Regions from separate parts of the Mus musculus genome. Here regions 1 and 3 are each linked to region 2. The links are chromatin contacts, called in public Micro-C and promoter capture Hi-C maps. All regions are on one chromosome and are shown on one strand. The core of a region is the stretch at or near the end of the contact, and the rest is flanking DNA. Distances in the headings are between cores, read along the strand shown. Region 1 holds the start of Six3os1 (SIX homeobox 3, opposite strand 1). Region 2 holds the start of Epas1 (endothelial PAS domain protein 1). Region 3 holds the start of Msh6 (mutS homolog 6).

Region 1 (2,700 bases), core at 181-2,680, 1.1 Mb before region 2:
CTGTCCAGAAGGACAATTACGTGGAAGCCTGGTGCCCGGAGGCTAAAAAAGGGAGGGGATATAAGGGGGAGGGAGCAGTTGTTGTTGTTGTTTTTGTTGTTGTTGTTGTTGTTGTTCAAAGGAAAGTAATCGGAGTCCCTGAAGGGCTTCGGGGCCTCTCCGCCTGAGTACTGCGCTCCCCTGCGCCCTCCCTGGCGGTCTGCTCCAAGCTCCTTCGTTTGCAGCTTGCGGGGAGGCCCAGACCACCCGCTACCCAGCAATCTCTCTGTCTTCCAATGTCCTAGAGCCCGGAAGAGGCGTTGCCCCCAGGACAAACCTTCCTGACCGTTTGGGTCGGCTGTTCCGGGTTGAGCATGGGTGAACTGGGTGTAGCTGTCCCAGGCCTTCTGGGACTCGCTTTCCTGGGCTTTCCCTGTAGCCCCAAACAAGGAGGAAGTGTGCTTCCCGCAAAGTCCTCTGACTGTATGAGACGTTATCAAGGCTGGGTTGCAGCTGATATTTGTAAATAAATGCCCCGCAGAGCAGGACTGAACACTCCCCAATTCAAATGCTGCATTTCTCCCCGCAGATCCGGTAGGCCAGGGTTGAAGGGTGGCGACAGATTTATCTGTGCAGGTGACCTCTGTGGGTACCAATGCCATAGATCCACCAAGTCCCCAGTCCTTGAGTCTGAGAGGAGAGAGAGAGAGAGAGAGAGAGAGAGAGAGAGAGAGAGAGAGAGAAGAGATCTAGAGGCCCTACAAGCCAATCCCCTAGGGTTTTGTGGCTCTGAGAGTATCGGAGTGCAGGCGGTGCTCAGCATCCCACCCACTCTGGAAGTGCCCTGGGCTCCATTCCGAGCCCTCGCTTTACCCACCCCAGATCAGGGAGCAAAGCAGCCTGGGTCCTTTGCACCAGCTCCTCTCACCAATGCTCAGCGAATGGGATTTTGGGGAGACTCCAGAGGTTCACAGACACCCTCTCCAAAAATGCACACACCCAAACCTTTTAGATCAAGACCCTGCGGAGCCTCGGCGGGATCCAGTCCTACAAAACGCATCAGGAACCACCCGCCCCGCCTCCCTGCTCAGCTTTCAGGACTCTCAACTTACCGGCTTCGGGAGGCAGCATAGGGCTTCCGGCCTGGGCTGGAGAAGCGCAGGCAGCGTTGTGGCCAGGAGGTGGGCTCAGAGGGCGGCGCAGAGCCTTGCTTGGGGAGAGGCTCTCGGACAGTCGGGGTTGCTGCGGGCCCGAGCCGGGTAGGGTCGCGCTCAGAGCTGTGCGCCCTGCCTGCGCCCTCCTCCCGGCTTAGCGCTTACAAGGCGCGGCCGCCAGAGAACTGCAGAGCCCCGCGGGTCCACCGGAGACCAGGCACTGGAGGGAGTATAGGGCTGGCCCCGAGCAGCATCTGTGATCCTTTTGCCTCAGTTCTTCATGAGTGGCGAGGGTTTTCGATTTCAGCGCTGTCGGCACAGCCCTCGGCACCTGCCCAGCCTCCCTCCAGGCCTGGATCCCCCCCACTCGGAGGCGGGGGGTTGCGGGGATTGGGAGGGACTGGCCGGGTTCACCCGCCCGCCTGGCGCCTGGGTCCCCGGCTCCGGGGGATGCAGTTTCGGGGTCACGAGCTGCTTTCAAAAAGTTGAACACAATATTCGGAAACCCACCCGTAGGAATTCTCCCCCTCCACACGCGGCACAATACCCACTCCCCTCCCCCTTTTCATTCCTTCCTCCCCCTGCTTCCTCCTCCTGCCCCTTCTCCCTCCCACCTTTCAGTCTATAATCCTTCCCCCTACAAGAGAAAGGGGTCCGGAAGAAAAGATGAAGTGTCTGTTTTTGTGTCCCAACCTTTGGGCTCTTTCTGGGCCCGCAAAGAGCGACCGCCCAGAGCCTTGCAGTTGAGCGGAAAAGCACTCCTGGTGCAGATGAAGATGTTTGGAGAGAGAGAGAGACCGCCAAAAGTGGGGCTCGACGGATCTACCTTTTAGGGTGAACATTATTCTGCCCTGGTCAGCGAGTTTAGGCCCCTGAGCTGCCCCCTGCTAAAGAGCCAGTATAGTCCCCTAGCCTAACCCAAACATTCGGTGTCACCCTCAAACCGAGTTTGCACTCCTCGGCCCTTTAAAACCTGGCACTGTCGGATCAAGGCCTAAGAAAGATCCGAGCTTGAGATTTAGGGCCTGCGACCATTTTGGCTCCAGCCTCCAGTTGGGTTCACGTTTAAATTCTCCCACAACTTCTTTTTTTCCACTTCTCCCTCATTGAGCTCTCCTGAGTGGTGTGTACCCGGCGCCGCGCCCCCAGATCTGCATCGGAATGTAGAAAAGATCTTTTTAAAAAAAGTTTTGAATTCCTCAATGATTTTTCTTCTGGAAAGGCAGCTTAGGATAATTATTTCAGCTTTATTGAGGGCAGATTAGTTGAAGTCTGGGCGCTGCGTTTCAATACGCGTTGTACATGGGCCGACAATGTGGGCATTGTTAGCTACTGTGTGTGAATCCATTCAACATATACACTTTTTAACACCAGTCCGAATCCTGTCTAAATATACACAGTGCGTAGGGAAAGATGTCTCTGACCCGGACAAATCTGCGTAAATCACACTTCCATAGTTACAGAAGCCTCACAAAGGGAGGCCGGCCTCAAGATGCAGATTACAACTTCTCACAAGCAACATACCTAAGAATAAATAAATGCCCGGGCCTGGCCCAGAGGCTGTGGT
Region 2 (2,700 bases), core at 109-2,608:
AATTTGAGGGACCGTGCTTTCTCCGCAATTCACAACTATGGAGCCCGTTGGCTCTTTCCCTAGCCTTCAAAAATCCATGGCTGCCCTTCTTCCTTCTGGAGATTTTCCTGCAGAAGTAGGAAATGGGAAAGTGTCTAAGATCAAAGCAGGAGTGGGCATCTCACAGGTGGAAAGGCCAAAGAACCCTCTGACTGCCTAGGGAAGAGGAGACTTCATAACACCACGTCCTGCAGTTGGCTGTATCCTTCGAACCCCGGAAGAGCACATCCAGTGATTTGGGAACACGCTATCAACACATCCCAACATCACACTCAGGAACTCTCTGGGGAGCCCACGGTGATACTGGGGTATTGAGAGCGGGCAGAGGCCTGAGGGAGCTCCAAGGCTCTCCTCTCAGGCATACACTTAAACCTAACAGTCTACCACGAGCACCTCAAAACCCACAAACCGGTTGAGGAAGACACAGGCAGGAGCAACCCTAGATCATTTTTGTCCCAGTTTCTCCCACAACTTTCTGCCACTCGGGACTCAGAAGTCAAGGTCAGTTTGGCCAAAGAGAGCGCACCTCCAAGGCAGACAAGAACAAGAGCCGACAGGGTCCTGGGGATCATTACCGCCGGCCGAAGGGAGCCAAGTGGATGGTTTAGGGGACTATAGCAGCACCCGGAAGCGGGGGGGGGGGGGGTTGGCTGGGCGCTCGCTGCACGCCCTAGCTGCGCTCGCGATCTCCGACCCAGCGCTCCTGCCCTAGCCTAGCTCTTAGGGGAAAAGTGAGGCTGAAAGGACACTGGCGCAAAGGCATACTCCGAACTTGGGTAGCAGATCCCCGCCATTACTCAGTCCTGCGCTAACTGCGCTTCCATTTGGAGTCCCATATAGTTACTCGCCACCAGCGACCTCAAAAACAAGTCGCAGTTCTGCGGAAGGAGGAGGAAGGGCAGGCGGGCGCCCGAGGAGCGCAGCTCCAGAGAAAGGGGAGGGACGGGGTCAGGGCAGAGGCTGTGGCCGCGCCTCCCTATTGGCCGGGACACGGTGGGAAGTCGGGGCAGGCAGCCAGCGTGCGGGGCGGGGCTTCTCTGGAGCCCCGCCCCCGGCCCGCCCCCAGCCCGATGTCCCACTCCCGCGCCCCTCGCGCCCTCCCGCGGGCGGGCCGTCCGAGTTTTTAAAGTGGGCTGACAGCCGAGGAGGCCGGACATTCGAGAGCGGCCGGTGTACAGCTCCGGAGTCCGCAGCGCTCCGCTCCAGCTCTCCTGAGGCGGCCGTACAATCCTCGGCAGTGTCCTGAGACTGTATGGTCATCTCAGCGGCCGCACTCGCTTGCCCCCGGATTTTTTTCCAACTTGCTCTCTTCGAGCCATTTTTTTTTCTTTTTTTCTTTTTCTTTTTTTCTTTTTCTTTTTTGGTTGGTTGGTTTTGATTTGTCAGATCCCAGAAAAGTGACTCCTGTTCGGGGCTAAACGGAACTCCAGGTCCCTTGTCGCTGCTCTCTCTCTCTTTTGGCGTCTTACAACCTCCTCCCACTCCTTTCCCCGGCCCCGCCTCCTCCTGCAGGTTCCTCCCCGTCACCCCCCTCCTCCCTCCTCCTCCTCCGCACCTAGCCAGCCCTCTGCAAACTTCCACCTGATTGAGCGGGACTCTCGGACCTGCGAGCACTAAAGACCTTTCACACCTGCCCGGGCGACAGAGAGCTGCGGAGGGCCACAGCAAAGAGAGCGGCTGCAGCCCCTACGGGGTTAAGGAACCCAGGTGCTCCGGGTCTCGGAGGGCCACGGCGACAATGACAGCTGACAAGGAGAAAAAAAGGTAAGCGGGAGTCAAAGCTGGCGACCGACTTGGTCCCAGGCATTGGCGGAACTGCGCGTGGCGGGCGCGACCCGGGGCAGTCGGGAGAGGGGTGCGAGAGTTCTCGGAGGCTGGAGGACCGCTGTTGAGGGGCTTTGAGTAAGCGAGTCGGTGATGCCTTTAGGGACAAGGAGCTGCGGTGTCGCAGTAGAGTTGCAAAGCGGATAGTTCCGAGACCTTGAGACACGGAGAGATGGCCCTGGAGGTCAGGGGTGCTTCCGCGGCGCCTTCCAAAGTCTGTCGTCCCTGGAGCACCAAGCTTCCCTAGCGAGTGTTTTGAAATGTTTCTGGGCTGATGCCCTCGACTCTTAGGGTTTCCATGCTGGAGCAGTAGACACGCCTTTCTTTTCCTAAGACCCTCTAGGTCTTTCCGAGAGCGTTCCTATGCGGGCTTTGCGCCCCAAACTAGCATGGAACAGAGGGCAAAGCGCAACTCTGGGGTGCGCCCTGACCGAGAAGCCGGAACACTGTCAAGGGTCCTGCTCCAGACGGCACCCAAGTTTGTTCAACCCCCTTAACCTTACCCTACACCTAGACTCCGGCAGAGAGTGGGGAGTGAGTGACCTGGATTGCCCTGCGGGGGCAGGTGCTCTAGTGTGCAGAGAGAAGACCGTGACACCCGGCGGCTCCGAGTGTCTGATTCTTAAGACGAAGGGCAGCCACGAAGGTTTGTCCTCGCGAACCTTTCGGCACTGGGTGAGAGGCAACTCGGGGCAACTCGCGCTGCCCTCGAGCCTCCTTCAATCCGCCCCGCATCTGGTGACTTGACACCCAGCTCTAGGAGCTGAGGTGGGAACACACTGTGACCCCGCCGCAGACCTGGGTACATTCTCGTCGCCTGCAAAAGTTTATAGCTGG
Region 3 (2,700 bases), core at 93-2,592, 1.2 Mb after region 2:
ATTCTTACTTAGAGCTGAATTAAGTCTCCCAATTTCTCTCTCTCTCCTTCTTGATTTAGTTGTTTTTTTTGTTTTGGTTTTTTTTTTTTTTTTTTTTTTTTGTGACAGGGTTTCTCCGTGTAACAAACCCTGGCAAGTCTTGTAACTGTAGCCAGGGTTGTCCTTGACCTCAGAGATCCACCTGCTTCTGCCTGGAACAATGGGGTTAAAGGCACACACCTTCGCGCTCAGCTCCAATTTCTTGAATTTGAATAGGAGCTCCAATTTTCGAAAACGCCCTGTAATCAACCTGGCAGGAAGACATTCTGAGGAGAAACACTTGGCTCCCTTTGGCTATCAGGCAATTGAAATAATGGACTCCAAAGAATTGGAATTTCTCCAGGAATTTTTTGGTGGGAAGGGGTAAGACAAAGCTTCGAGTTAGTGTAGAGGAAGAACTTGGTTTCTGGAAAGAGATTTCTCAAGTATCTGAAGCTCGTTGAATCCCCATGTAGGACAGTCTGGAGCAGAGATTATGGTGGGTCAGACCACCTCTTACAAGACCATTCTGGTTCCCGTCGCCCGGTTTAAACCAAAACTTCACGTCAGTACCCCCAAAGATGAACTTCCGGGGGGGGGGGGCTGAACTTTATCTTCCTAATGTGGCCCTTTGAAAAAAAAATCTGTTTTTTTGCTATTTTCTCTATTATTCGACTACTGAGGATGAGTGGGAGTTTAGCTCGTTAGGGTTGCTAGGGCCCAAGCGTTGACGCTCAACATTACCTTAGCAATCTCAGTTTCTAAAATATAAAAAATTCTGCACACTTATGCTAAAGGGCTCAGATAAGACTGGACCTTAACTGCCCATCTCATATAGTAAGGCGTAAACTAGTTGAGGCAGTGACGGGCCAAGGAAAGTTTTGTGGGTAGCTGGTTTTGTGGATAGCTGTTCTTGCACTTGGCATTCACAAGTGCCGCTCTGTACAATGCTCTGCGAACGCACCGTACGTGGCAGACAGCAACAACCAATTTCTCAGCTCCTTTCAGTCCAACCGCAGGACCGCCCGCAGGGCCAGGTGTTTCCGCAGCGAGCTCGACGCGGCTTCTCGCAGGGTGCACCCCGCCGTTCCAGCAACCGCGCAAGCCACTTCCGTCTTCTTGGTGCATACTTGCCCGGGTAGCCACCGCGAGCTCCACTGCTTTGCAAAGGCTCAGTCTCAAGGCCCGCCAACCCGAGCTTGGGGGCTGGGCCCGCCCCGCCCCGCCCATCTACGCCAGGGCACGTCGCGGGCGGGGCCCCGCCCACCGCGCAGGCCGACACGCCTTCGGATTGGCCGCTGGGCTACGGATGCTCGGGTAGGACGCGCCTCCTCCCGACTTTCCCGCCAGCGGCGGCCGCGCGGTGGATGCGATCCTTGTAGGCGCTCGGAGCCGTGGCCCGGTCTGCCCGTCAGCCTTCATCATGTCCCGACAAAGCACCTTGTACAGCTTCTTCCCCAAGTCCCCGGCACTCGGCGACACCAAGAAGGCCGCGGCCGAGGCCTCACGCCAAGGTGCCGCTGCCTCTGGAGCCTCCGCTTCCCGCGGCGGGGATGCGGCCTGGAGCGAGGCTGAACCCGGGTCCCGGTCCGCGGCGGTATCCGCCTCGTCGCCGGAGGCAAAGGATCTCAACGGAGGGCTGCGGAGGGCCTCCTCCTCCGCGCAGGCCGTGCCTCCCAGGTAGCCGGCTCGGTCGGGGCTGCGGCGGCGCGCGGGTCTCCCGGAAGGAGGGGGAGGCTGCTCCGTGCCAGGCGGCGGGAGGAGGGGCGGCCTGCCGGCCCGGGAGAAGCGGGGCCGGTGCCCGGGACTCTCGGGGGACGCTGCGAGCAAGCGAGCGCACTCCCACTGTGGGGGTGGGGAGGCTCGGGAGGCTCGGGGACGGAGACACCCTCCCCCAAAGTGGCCGGAGCGGGAACGGTGGGTGTCCTGCTGCGATCCGCGGCCTGAGGGGGCGGGGCGGATCGGATCGGGCAGGGAGCTCCTCCGGGTGGCGAGCCTACGGTGGGAGGAAACTCGGGTTGCAGGTGGAAGTTTGTAGATAGTGAAAGCGGCGCTCCGGCTTGGGACGACAGTTTTTTTTAACCCACCTTTTCACAGGAGGGAAGAGTGCGGGAGATTTTTCGCAGTTAGTGGGTCTTCGGAGTATTGGGCAAGCCCTGGGCAAGAAGGTTTACTGGGGGAAACTTGCCTGGAGTTGTACTCGCACTTTGTAAATTTGGCTGTCGTTTGTAGGAACGACTAGAGACATTTATTTTATCTATTTATTTTCATTTTTTTTCGAGACAGAGTTTCTCTGTGTAGCCCTGGCTGTCCTGGAACTCAGACATCCACCTGCCTCTGCTGGGATTAAGAAGTGTGCAGCGACTTATTTAAAATGTAAAGAGTTCTTTCTGGAGTCCAGTACTCTGGAGTTTCAGCTTGGGCACCAGGAAGAGCTGGCGTATGCTCCTGGGGCAGAGAAAATGATTTTGGATCTCTAATTTCTTTCCTTCCCTTTGGCTATAAAGGACACAGTTCAGACACAGGTAAACACAGAGGTGTATTTTGCCTCCGTGTATGTATGTGTGCCCATGTGCATGCACGCTGCCTGAGAGAGGCCAGAGGAGGACCTCAGCCTCTGTAGTTAGAGATATTGTGAGCTACTGGGTGGGTGCAGGGAATCAAACCTGGTTCCTATGGAAG

Evidence for each region. Promoter capture Hi-C pulls out the DNA fragments that hold promoters and counts their contacts. Hi-C and Micro-C count contacts between places; a contact is called where the count stands out from the background.
Region 1: a promoter capture Hi-C map of embryonic stem cells shows a contact between it and region 2, with 5 times the contacts expected there. The contact joins the promoter of Six3os1 here to the promoter of Epas1 in region 2. A contact is called at or near these places in 3 of 39 promoter capture datasets (cranial neural crest and embryonic stem cells), 4 of 484 Hi-C or Micro-C datasets (all in embryonic stem cells), 2 of 115 datasets of contacts at active chromatin or transcription factors (both in embryonic stem cells) and 1 of 9 other capture datasets (embryonic stem cells).
Region 3: a contact with region 2 is called in a Micro-C map of embryonic stem cells, with 6 times the contacts expected there. The contact joins the promoter of Msh6 here to the promoter of Epas1 in region 2.

The regions. Positions count from the first base shown.
Region 1 is chr17:85,616,966-85,619,665 of GRCm38.p6, forward strand. Six3os1 (SIX homeobox 3, opposite strand 1) reads right to left here and starts at 1,431. Exons shown (of 4, transcript NR_038085.1): 1 at 1,092-1,431. It also overlaps a transcript of Six3 not described here.
Region 2 is chr17:86,752,506-86,755,205 of GRCm38.p6, forward strand. It overlaps Epas1 (endothelial PAS domain protein 1), which reads left to right and starts at 1,359. Exons shown (of 16, transcript NM_010137.3): 1 at 1,359-1,803. The coding sequence starts at 1,778.
Region 3 is chr17:87,973,708-87,976,407 of GRCm38.p6, forward strand. It overlaps Msh6 (mutS homolog 6), which reads left to right and starts at 1,343. Exons shown (of 10, transcript NM_010830.2): 1 at 1,343-1,698. The coding sequence starts at 1,442.